Linked DNA regions of Anas platyrhynchos: region 2 is linked to region 1. A link is a contact called in public Hi-C data. All regions are on one chromosome and are shown on one strand. The core of a region is the stretch at or near the end of the contact, and the rest is flanking DNA. Distances in the headings are between cores, read along the strand shown.

Region 1 (5,540 bases), core at 2,170-4,669:
CTGGGGGCCCACTTGGTATTTCAGATATGTAGGCACAGATCAGGCAGCTGTGGCTCTGGGGGGCTGTGGGGTCACAGTGATGCTCGGCAGTGTTTCTCAGGCCTGAATTGCATCTCAAGATAGCTGGGGGAGGGAGGGAAAAGCTACCCTCCTGTGGAAGAACTCCTCTGAACGGTGAGGGCCTCCTCAGCTCTTATATCACGCTCATCCCCATGGTAGCACACAGCTTTGCAATTTCCAGCGTTGATGTATTTCTAGAGGACAGAACATGCTGCTCCTGTCAGTGATGTGTTTTAACTGTTATCAGCATTTATCTGCTTCAGGAATTCAGAGCGATAAGTGGATTAAGTGCGGTAGGTTTGTAGGGCTGCTAGGTCAACATCCTCCTTCCATCCTTTCCCTTCTCTTCCTATAAACAATCCTGTTGCCGCTCTAAATGCCAACACCTAGAAATATCTCTGTCTGGAATTTTAAGAAATATATAGTTCTAGCATTTCAAAAGAGATCACGTGTAAAACTCAGCTGTGGGATTAGAGGCACACCAGGCCAGAAATACAATCGCTGCTGGAATTTGCTATGGTAGTGCCTGCTGAAAAGAAATGGTTTTGAAACGACTACCCAGCAGCTATTAACAGGATGGCATTCTGTTCCTTAGAGCCTAAAGGCAGCCTGAATCTTTGAATGTTCAATTTTAATTCAGTTGGGTTTGGGGATTCTGGACTGCAGACATAAATGGGAGGAAGATGAGAAAAAGCAGGGGAGTTGTGTGTTTTTATGACCAGCCTGGAGCAGGGCTGTTACTGATCCCCCTGAAACTATAGCGCAAATGGGTCACTGTGTGACCTTCACCTGTACATTACAAAGTGTGCTACCGCATATGAGCTGGTCCCTGCAGCATAAGTAGGGCACGGCTTGTCCAGCCCTAGCCCTGCCACAGCACATTGAGAAGCTGCACCTTTGGTGCAGCAAATGCTGATTACTTCCCGAGCCTAAATCCAGCATCGGGCCAGGTGCTAGCAACAGTTTCTGCCCATGGCTGGAAAGCATCCATTAATTTCACTCAAGCACTGTTAAAAGCCCGTGACAGTGGCCAGCATTCCCAACTGCGAGGGAAAGCACATTGTTCTGGTGCTCAGAAACAACAAGTTTGGGCAAGTGCTGAACCTACCCGAATTGCCTGTTTGCAGCTGTGTCCAACGTACACCCACAAGCAGAGGCGCACACACACACGTGCCCACACATGCCCCCACAGCCAACTCCAGGGAAAGTATTTATTCAAACAAAAAGACTGCTGCTAGCCAAGGCAAAAGCAGCGCTGCAGAGACCACAACAAAGCCTCTTTATTGCTGAAGCGTTTAACACCACAACCATCCAAAAGAGAAACACCGCTTGGCGCAGAGAAGAGCTGCAGCAACTCAACAAGCCTGACTGCAGAGCCTGCCTGGGAGCGTTTCAGAGCATTCCCCGGCACAGCAGCTCTGGATTTGCAGCCTCGTCAGAGACCGGCTCAGTCCCCCATCACTGGAAACCCAGCCAGCGGCAACACACGCACACCTCCAAGGATTCGCAATCTCTTTGACTCCTCTAACCCCAGACTCTGTGGCTTACGGTTTCCCTCTGGCTGGCGGTGCGAGCGACAGGAGAGCCAGAACAAGCAGGGCCGTACCTCTGCCAGCATTTTAGCACCGTTCTGCGTCGAGTGCCTCTCAGCAGGGCTGGATGATGCTGAGGTAAAAGCTGCCAATGCCCTCGCTACGCTTCTACCCGTTGAACTGCTCCAGGGAAGAGAACAATCAGCAACTAGAAGGGAAACCAGAAAAAGAAAGGTGTTGACACTACCGTAGGGAAGGGAGGGGGTGCTTTTATAATTCCCTTTCACCAACAAAATGAGTCTGCCTCAGAAATCACCCTGCTCCTGCTCTTTTATTTCTGTTGCTCAGCTGGAAAGCTTCCTGGGGACTAAATTATCATCACACGCCTGCTATGCTCCCAAGGGCTCACGCTCCATGCCTGCGCCCCGACCTCGCGGCGTTCCCCTCCAGCTCCCCTTCGCAGCTTTCCTTTTACAGCCTCGTCACAAGCGGGATTTCGCCTCCAAGGACTTCCTTGACTTCTTGGGCTGACATCTTCCATGAAAAAAATAAAATAAAATAATAAAATAAATTAGAAAATCCACCTGGCTCAGCCCCAGAGCCCACAGGGCAGTGGGAACCCAGGGAGGAGGTGGCGGCCGAGGGGCGGCGGCCGCGCCCTCCCCCACAAGATGGCGCCGTCGCCCCGGCCGCGGGCAGCCCCGAGCCCTGCCCCGACCCCGGCCCGGCATGGCGGGGCCGAGCTCCCTCAGCCTCCCGACCCCTCACCACAGCTCCCCAGGGGGGTCTCTGGAAGCAGCGCTGCCCCCCAGCCCTGCCTCCACCCCTCGCAGGTGCCCCTCTGCAAGCCACGAGGCACCTTCCCCCTTTCATTTTGACCCGCTGGTGCACAGAGTATTGGTGGTTTTGTCTGTTTTTTTAAATTATTAAAAAGCTCTGAAAAACTACTACTCCTGCAATAAGCAAGAATGACTTCTTGGGGCAGGTGAATCCTTGTCTCCCAGTTTTACATGCGCTGTCAGCACGGCAGAACACTTTGTCATCTGTTCACGTGAAACGTGGGTGCTGGGCTGAGCTGGTACAGGTCACTGAGAAGATGAAGTGTGTGAAAAGTGAATGCCATGCTGGTCCCATCCCATCCCATCCCATCCCATCCCATCCCATCTCTCTCACACTGTCACTGCCCCCATCGCAGGGACACCTCCATGCTTCCTGCTCCAAGCCCCCCTTGGCCGGGCATCTCCTCTGTGCAGCAGCACTGCAACTGTAGCCCCTAGAAAACGAGCACAACTAGGATCCATTTAAGGCAAAATTAATGCTAATTAACTGTAATCAACAACTCGCAGAACAATGTTTACTCAGCAAGCTGCAGCTATTGCCATAGCGGTTCGCCCGTTAGGCGAAGGTAAGCAGAAGGCGGGATACAGGAAAGGAAAATAAACCTTACCACAGGCTCCAGCACAGCCCGCTGCTATGGTGCGAAGCCAGCCCTGATGCCTGCTGTCCTCCCTTCTCACCCTGCCTCCCTCACCGCAGCAGCCCGTGGAGAGGAGCAGGAGCCTGCGGTTCCCCGCATGCACCGCAGACCCAGCTCGCAGCCAGTCCCGGGCTCTGGCAGTGGAGCAAGACCAGAGGGACTGAGTCATTTTGGCAAGCCCCAAGGGGCAGCAGCCCCCCTGAGGGTAGAGGTACAGGGAGCAAGGGTGGCCTCACCTCGGGACGCCCGGGCACAGTTTGCCACTCAGTCTCAGAAGCCCCTCCTACGCAGCCGGCGCAGTGGAAACTCTTGCCAGTGCTGGTGGGGAGTGAAGTTTTATTATGAATGAGACTTCTCAACCTGCAGAGGCCTCCTGACAGTGAGTGTGGGCCCCTGGCAGGGCGCTAGGCGAGAAAGCGGAGATGATGTGTACGCTGATTTTTCCTGGGAAAGCTTCTTACGTATTTTCCACCCGAAGCAAAGCACTACCAGCACTAAGTGGTGATGCTGCACCTTTCTCCCTCAGCAGGTCGGGGCTTTGCAATGCCATTGCCCTGGCCTCGACAGAGGGAGGCTCAAATCAGTGCAAACTTCAGCAGCTGCGGGCTCACCCCACCAGCCCTGTGGGAGTAGGAGAGCAGGAACCCTGAGAGCAGGAGCCATGTGCACAGCCCTCCCACAGCCACCGCGGGATGTGTCACCAGCCCCAAGGTGCCACAGATGAGCAGAGAGGCCAGGGGCAGGATGCTGGCATCTCCCGGCCATGCTGTGTTAAAAGAGGAGCCCTCTAATCGCCAGCAGCGCTGCGTTGGGTGTTCGCATCAGTCCTTGAAAAGCTTGAGGGGATGGCTGCGCAAGCGCCCTGCCAAGAGAGTGGAGGGTGGGCAGGCAGGCAGGGCTGGCGGGGGGCCGGCTCCTGCAGCGGGCAGACGCAGGGAGGATTGTGTAGAACAAGGAGATGGGGCAGCCAGGCAGCCGCAGGACCCGTGCCTGCCAGCCACCGCCTCGCCAGATGGCCTGCCAGGCGAGCCAGTTGGCTGTGCCAGGCCCGGCTGCCCAAGCCCTGGCAAGGCGCAGCTTCTGCTTGCCTTCAGGTGCCCCACGGCGTGCCCCGCAGCTGCACCACGCTTCCAACTCGTTTTCATCCAAGTCCCTGCGTTCCCTTGCACCTTGCCTACATCATTCCCTCCCCAGTTCTTCCCCTCACTTCCTCCTGTTGCTTTGTTTTCTTTTAATGTCTTTCCTATTTATTTTTTTTTGCCTAGCTGAGACTCCTTGCTTGCCCACACAGCTGCTGGCAGCTCTCCAGCCAAGGGACCTGCAGCAAGCAACAGCAGCCTCTGAGCCAGCAGGGCCCCCCTGCAGTGGGGCACGCATGCAGTCGCAGCCGGCATTAGATCAGCGCCGCTCTCCTCGCGTGCACCAGGCCTCTGCCAATTCCTGGGAGGAAGGTTGGGAAGGGATTAAGTAGCTAAGTATCTTGCTGGCAAAAAAAGATGGCTTTCTTTTCTATTAATTCCTCAGCTTTCCTTTTATCGTGAACTGTGGAGAATACACAGGCTGATACAGCTGTTATAGCAAACTCTCCTAGGGTGGAAAAACATCTCTAAGCCACCAGGCCCTATTCTGGCTATCCAAACTAAATAAACCACCCTGGCAAGAGCGTTTGCTGAAAGAACCATCTCTTTGCTAGGATCTTTGTCAATATAGAATTGTTTTTCATTCTCTCTTCCTTCTTTCCCTCCCTCTGCCCCTTCAATTTCCCACCCAAAATCCACATCCCAAGCTGACAGGCCTACAGGACACAGGTCTGTTGTTTTGGCCTATTGCAAGAGGATCATTACCAAGTTTTTTTAAACCCTTGTCAAAATTCCTGCATGCAGTTTAAGATGGATGATGAGAATACAGCTTAAAAGTATGAAAAGATCATTGCTGACAAAGCTTTTCCCTCGTAGGCACAGCAAGCACAAAGGGGAGAGCACATGCATCCTACCAAGTGTCCAGCTGAGGAGGAAAGAGCAGAGCAAGGGGACCAGGCAGAGCATGGAGCATGTCCCCAGTGGGCAGGGGGAGGCCTGGGAGGGATGTTCTGAGCCTCTCTGTGGGGCTGGAGGCTGGGTCAAACCCCTCCAGTGGAAGGAGTATCCCCTGCATGGCAAACCCTACCACGGCAGGTGTAGACCAGCAGTGATGAGGAATGGAAAATGTGAAAGCCCCGGAGTGCGAGAGGAAGCGTGGAGGAAAAACCTCAGCAAGAACATGTGCATGGAGGTGGGACTACGTGGACACCATAGCAGGGTTCAGGCTCCCTCTCCTGTGGCTAAACACAGTTCCACTTGCTCTTACACATATATATGCGTGTACATGTATGCACACATTTTATGCACAGCCCAGCTACCAGCACTTGTGGCTTTGGTTTCCCCGAGCCACCCCCCTCAGACCCTGTGGCCCCAGCAGCCATGTGGAGACCC
Region 2 (4,853 bases), core at 1,643-4,142, 260 kb after region 1:
TTGGTCTGTGTGTAATGTTACTATGAGGATTAGAAAATTCTTCAGAATTCTAAAGACTCATTTACTGTGGTCCCAGCACACTCCAGAATGCTCCAGGAGTTCAGATAATCAAGGAATTTGTCCTTGAGAATACACCAATGCCTACAGCAGTGAAGACTCTGCATTGCACTGCAGCCTTGAAGCTTATAACTGAAAGGGAATTCAGCCACCACAGTCAACACTCTTTCCCTTGATCACTACAACATTGGGAATTGCAAACACAATGTTCAGTCCCAAAAGAAACTAGACTGAGATACACAAGCTCATTTCCCACGACACCAAAGTGACAAAGATATTAGCATTTGTCACTGTGCCAAAATCAATCATAAAGGAGAAAAGATAGGCCTTGTGATCTCTCATTTAAAAAAGGTTTGTATGCATGGTTTATGGTTGGCTTTTTTTTTCTCCCTACTAGGATGAGAAGATGGAAAAATAGAGCAGATTGTAGTTTTTAAAAGCTTGAAGCAATAGCATCACCTAGTGGTGAATCAAACACCACAGACCATGTAATTTCTACAAAAATGACACTTAGTCTTTCATTGAAGGAAGCATTTAAAATCTGTTCTGGCTATATAAGCACCTACTAGGTATTCCAAAGAGCAGAATTTATTTCGAAGAAATTCCAACTATTCTTTGTTTGTATGCAAACATTTTTTCCTCTTTTTAAACTTCACTCCCTATTAACACCCTAACGTTTAGATATAAATTAAGTAAAGCCACTGATTGTTATATTCATAGTCTTTAAATGACAACTCTAAATGTGAATATTAAGCTAATGTTATGTTCTACACTATTGCTATACATTCTATATACTATGTATACCATCAGTTTAATTACACTGAACAGTTCTAACTTCTCCCAATAGACGTTTCCTTTTTAATTTTTAAAGTAAGGGGAAAGTGCATTGTGAACTTGGAAGCTATAAGAATTCCATTTCTGCCTTGCACATTAATCTTGTGCATGTGATCTTGTTTAACTATAGTTAAACATCTAATGTTACCTATAGAACAATTATATTTTGTCTTTTAATCTATTTCACCATGGTTATATTGTTTTGTTAATACTTCAAATAATCGTCTGTTTTTAACACTTTTCCCAGGGAAGGCAAGTTAAAAGACTGTTAAATATTTTCTCAGAGTATAGCTATACCTTTATAGCAAATTGTAATGGAGATCTCCACCAATTGACATTGGTCAAAACAAATAGGACTAAAAGAGTGCAATACAGCCTCGTATGGGTGCAGAAATTCACACCTGTAGGAATGCAGCAATGAGACAACCACCACTCAGGCAGACTGGGTTGTTTCTGAATGTTCACTAGCTTATATGCAGCCTTATGGGTACCACCACACAAGTCCCCACAACGCTCCCTGTGCTGGGGTGCACACTGATTCCAGCCCTCAAAGCTACAAAGCACAGTAGGCAACAAAATCTGTTAACGCTTCTATAGAGAAATATGCTGGCACAACTGTGGAAAGGATTCCAGCGACATTGACAATAAACTGACTGCCAACAAACTGAGCTTCACTGGAGACAGAAATCAACACGAAAGAGAAAGAATTACATATGGATTCATGCACGAGAAGTAACACAACAACACTGTATGGTGCAAATATTGGTATTTTATGCATGTCTGAATAATCAACGTGTTTCTTTGTAACTTAAAACTTTTGGAGAATAAGAATGTCTTATTCCATTGAATTGCCTCATATAAGAAAACATGCAGAAGAACAATCAAGTACATCAAATAGCCAGAGACATCAACCTCTACAGACAATTAAAGAAGTATGTGTATTACAGATAATGTATGCAACAAGGACAAAGGAATAATTAAACCTGAAAACAAAGCCGTGGAAAGTTAACTGCAAAAAGTGTATTGAAAATCGAGGACATGAACTATGACATTAGAAGGGACAAATTAGGTTACTGAGCCTAGCATTAAATAAGAGTAAATAACTACATAAGGTCTATGTTGATGGGTAACATAGATTTTGCAATCCAAACCGCTTCCCTACCACATGTCTGTGATGTAACTGGCTGGCAGGACCGCTCCCCATGCAGGACACCCTCCTGCTGTCACCCCGCAGCCCAGGTTCCCCACTCCCTAGGCGGGGGGCCAGCTCTCCTCCCCTTACCTCCAGCGCTCTCTTGTAGTCGCCCAGATGAAAGGCGGAGTACCCGATCCACAGGTCGGTGTCCTCCTCCTGCTCCCCCACGTGCCGCTTAAACTTGGGAGAGGAAGAAAAAAAAGAACGTGAGCGCTTTGCCCGGGCCCCCGGGGGGCTGCCGCTCACCCTCCCCGCCCGAGACCCGTCACCTCCAGCAAGGCGATGGCGCCGGTGAAGTCCCGGAGGGCCAGGAGCTCTTCCAGCTGCGGCACCTTCTTCCCCTTCTTCCTCCGCCTGTCTCCCGCCGCCGGGGCGCTCCCCACGGCCGGCTTGGCCCTGGAGAGCATCTGGGGGGAGAGCGGAGCGGAGCCGGGTCAGGGAGGGCCGGGGGGATCCCCCCTCAGCCCCCCAGCCCGGCGCCCCCCCGTCCCCGCCCGCCCCGTCCCTCACCATCCTGCCGCCGGGCCCGCGCTCCCCGCTCCCCGCTCCGCCGCCGTTGCCGCTGCCGTTGCCGCGGTAACGGCGGGGCGGAAGGAGGCGCAGGCCCGAGCGCGGCCGGTGAACGGGCGCCGGCTGGAGGCGGGCGCCGTCCCCCTGAGTTCCGCCGCCGCGGGTGTGGGGGAGGCACCGCCAGAGGCTCCCCGTAAAAGAGGGGCAGCCTGGGGAGCCGCCTCGCCTGCTGCAGGCCCGGAGGAGCTGGCTTTTTGATCCTCCGGGCTGCGGTTGCCTCATGCACAGAGGCACGGTCGTGTAAATGAGTGTTCTGGTTGTCCCCCACACCTCATGAGCGCCCCAGTGCTTGGCTTGGAGGTCCTCGTGCTTTCAATAATCATCTTGCAGACCCTCTCTAGTATCTGGTCTCTTACTCCTCTACTTGGCTCTCAGGTCGTTTGTTCTCCTTGCCAGTTAGACCATCTCCATGTTTGCGAGTGAATACACATGGACAGACACCCCTACACAATATGCACGCATTCAGTGTCTCCAGGTGCTGGCACGCCAGACACACGGACCCCTAACAACTTGTGGTCTAATTCCAGCTGCTGGCGCTAAAATCTCCATACACACATGCACACAGAATAGAGAATCCCTTTGTACAAGAAGATAGTTAAAAGTGGAATTTAATATGAATACAAGACAGACTGTGCCTATCAGATGCAGGGCACAGCCAGAGACATGTACTATGCATCATTTTCTTTATACGTGGGCAGCCCCTTTTATCCCCTTATCCATCCATACTGGTTCCTTCCCAAACCACCTTGATCCCTCCCTTTTCCCACCTTTAGTCCTCCCATTGAATATCCCATACTAAGTTTTGTGTAATCCCAGAAAGCTTTTCCCTGGCATCCCATGATGAGTCTCATACACTTATAGTCACTACTGCCCCTTAGTCTGTAAGGTGCTCCACAGAGCTTCTTCTGTTGATCTTGATGGGCTGATTGCTCTCCTGTGACAGCCCTGAGAAGAGCTAGGTCAACGTGAATGAAGTTTTTGGGGTTCCTCACCTGTCATTATTCTTCTGTGCTTCTTTGTTTTTGTGGTGATGAGACTTCCACCAAGTAACTTTACAAGAGCCTTTCCCTGAAGGTGGCGCACAAGTCTGGTGCCTGCTGCCCTGTGGCGGTTGTAGATGATGAAAGGGAGAGAGAATAGAAATAGGATTTTTAGTTGCTAGAATCCTCTCACCTGGCCAACTTCAGCAGTCAGGGAGACACTGAGCAGGAGCTCCCATGGTGGAACCTCGGTCTGGAAATGGGACACCAGCATAGATGGAGCTTTTGGCTGACTCAGCAGGGCTGTTCATGTGCTCCAATAAAGAATCATGGTTTGCTGGATTGTTGCTGGTAATATTCTCTTGGTAGGATGCTATGTAGCCAACAAGTCGTACCACATGGATGTTTATATTTTTTTTTGTAAAAACTACCATCTGGTAAAAAATACCAGATCTGGTAAAAACTACCAGATGGTAGCCATTCCATCTATATTACCATAAACATGATAATCGAGAGTATAATATAAAATGTTAGGTGTGCAGGTTGTGTACATTTTAACAATATACAGTACGTGATCTCTTTGGAAAATCCTGGTAGTGACCTTGTTTCTTGTAGCATTTCTGACATTGCAGTTTGCTGCAAATAGAACAGATCTGTTCTAATTACAGAGCAACACCACACAATGTAATTCATCAGACTTCCTTCTTTTATACTTTTTTAATTGCACCATTAGAAATCCCAGTGAAGAGGAACAATAAATTATGCTACTGTTGACAACTACCCAAAACACCTGTCCATGGAGTGTTTTAATGAAGTATCTGTATTTCTGGCTTTTCTGTTTCCTTGAGAATAAAAATTACTTTGCAGTCCATCAGAAAGAAATGAGACTTTTGTTGTTATTTGCTTGTTTTGGTACAAATATATCCTGGCACACTGCAACCATTTGTAACCTAGTGCAGCAATAAAGAACTGTGTACTTCTTCAGAGTATGGATCCTATGTTCGCATTCTCCCAGTCACTTCAAACCAGCTTGGCCCTTGAAAAATACAGTACTTGCAACTGTCCCTGAGAAGTTATGCTGCAACCGGAATCCTTGGGAGCATTGTCATGATGTCCCTTGCTTATGAATGTGTTTTCATACCACAGGCCTCTCTCCTAAAGGAAAGAATATACTCTACTCTCCCACAGAGGATTTTTAAGTAAGAAATTAATTTCAA

What was found. Hi-C and Micro-C count contacts between places; a contact is called where the count stands out from the background.
Region 2: a Hi-C map of F5 follicle shows a contact between it and region 1, with 4 times the contacts expected there. The contact joins the promoter of IFT56 here to the promoter of NFAM1 in region 1. A contact is called at or near these places in 2 of 8 Hi-C or Micro-C datasets (F5 follicle and skeletal muscle).

The regions. Positions count from the first base shown.
Region 1 is chr1:42,996,669-43,002,208 of IASCAAS_PekinDuck_T2T, forward strand. NFAM1 (NFAT activating protein with ITAM motif 1) reads right to left here and starts at 3,420. Exons shown (of 12, transcript XM_072035558.1): 1 at 3,306-3,420; 2 at 3,040-3,203; 3 at 2,766-2,865; 4 at 1,667-1,800.
Region 2 is chr1:43,258,806-43,263,658 of IASCAAS_PekinDuck_T2T, forward strand. It overlaps IFT56 (intraflagellar transport 56), which reads right to left and starts at 2,893. Exons shown (of 18, transcript XM_038168341.2): 1 at 2,597-2,893; 2 at 2,356-2,493; 3 at 2,174-2,266. The coding sequence starts at 2,878.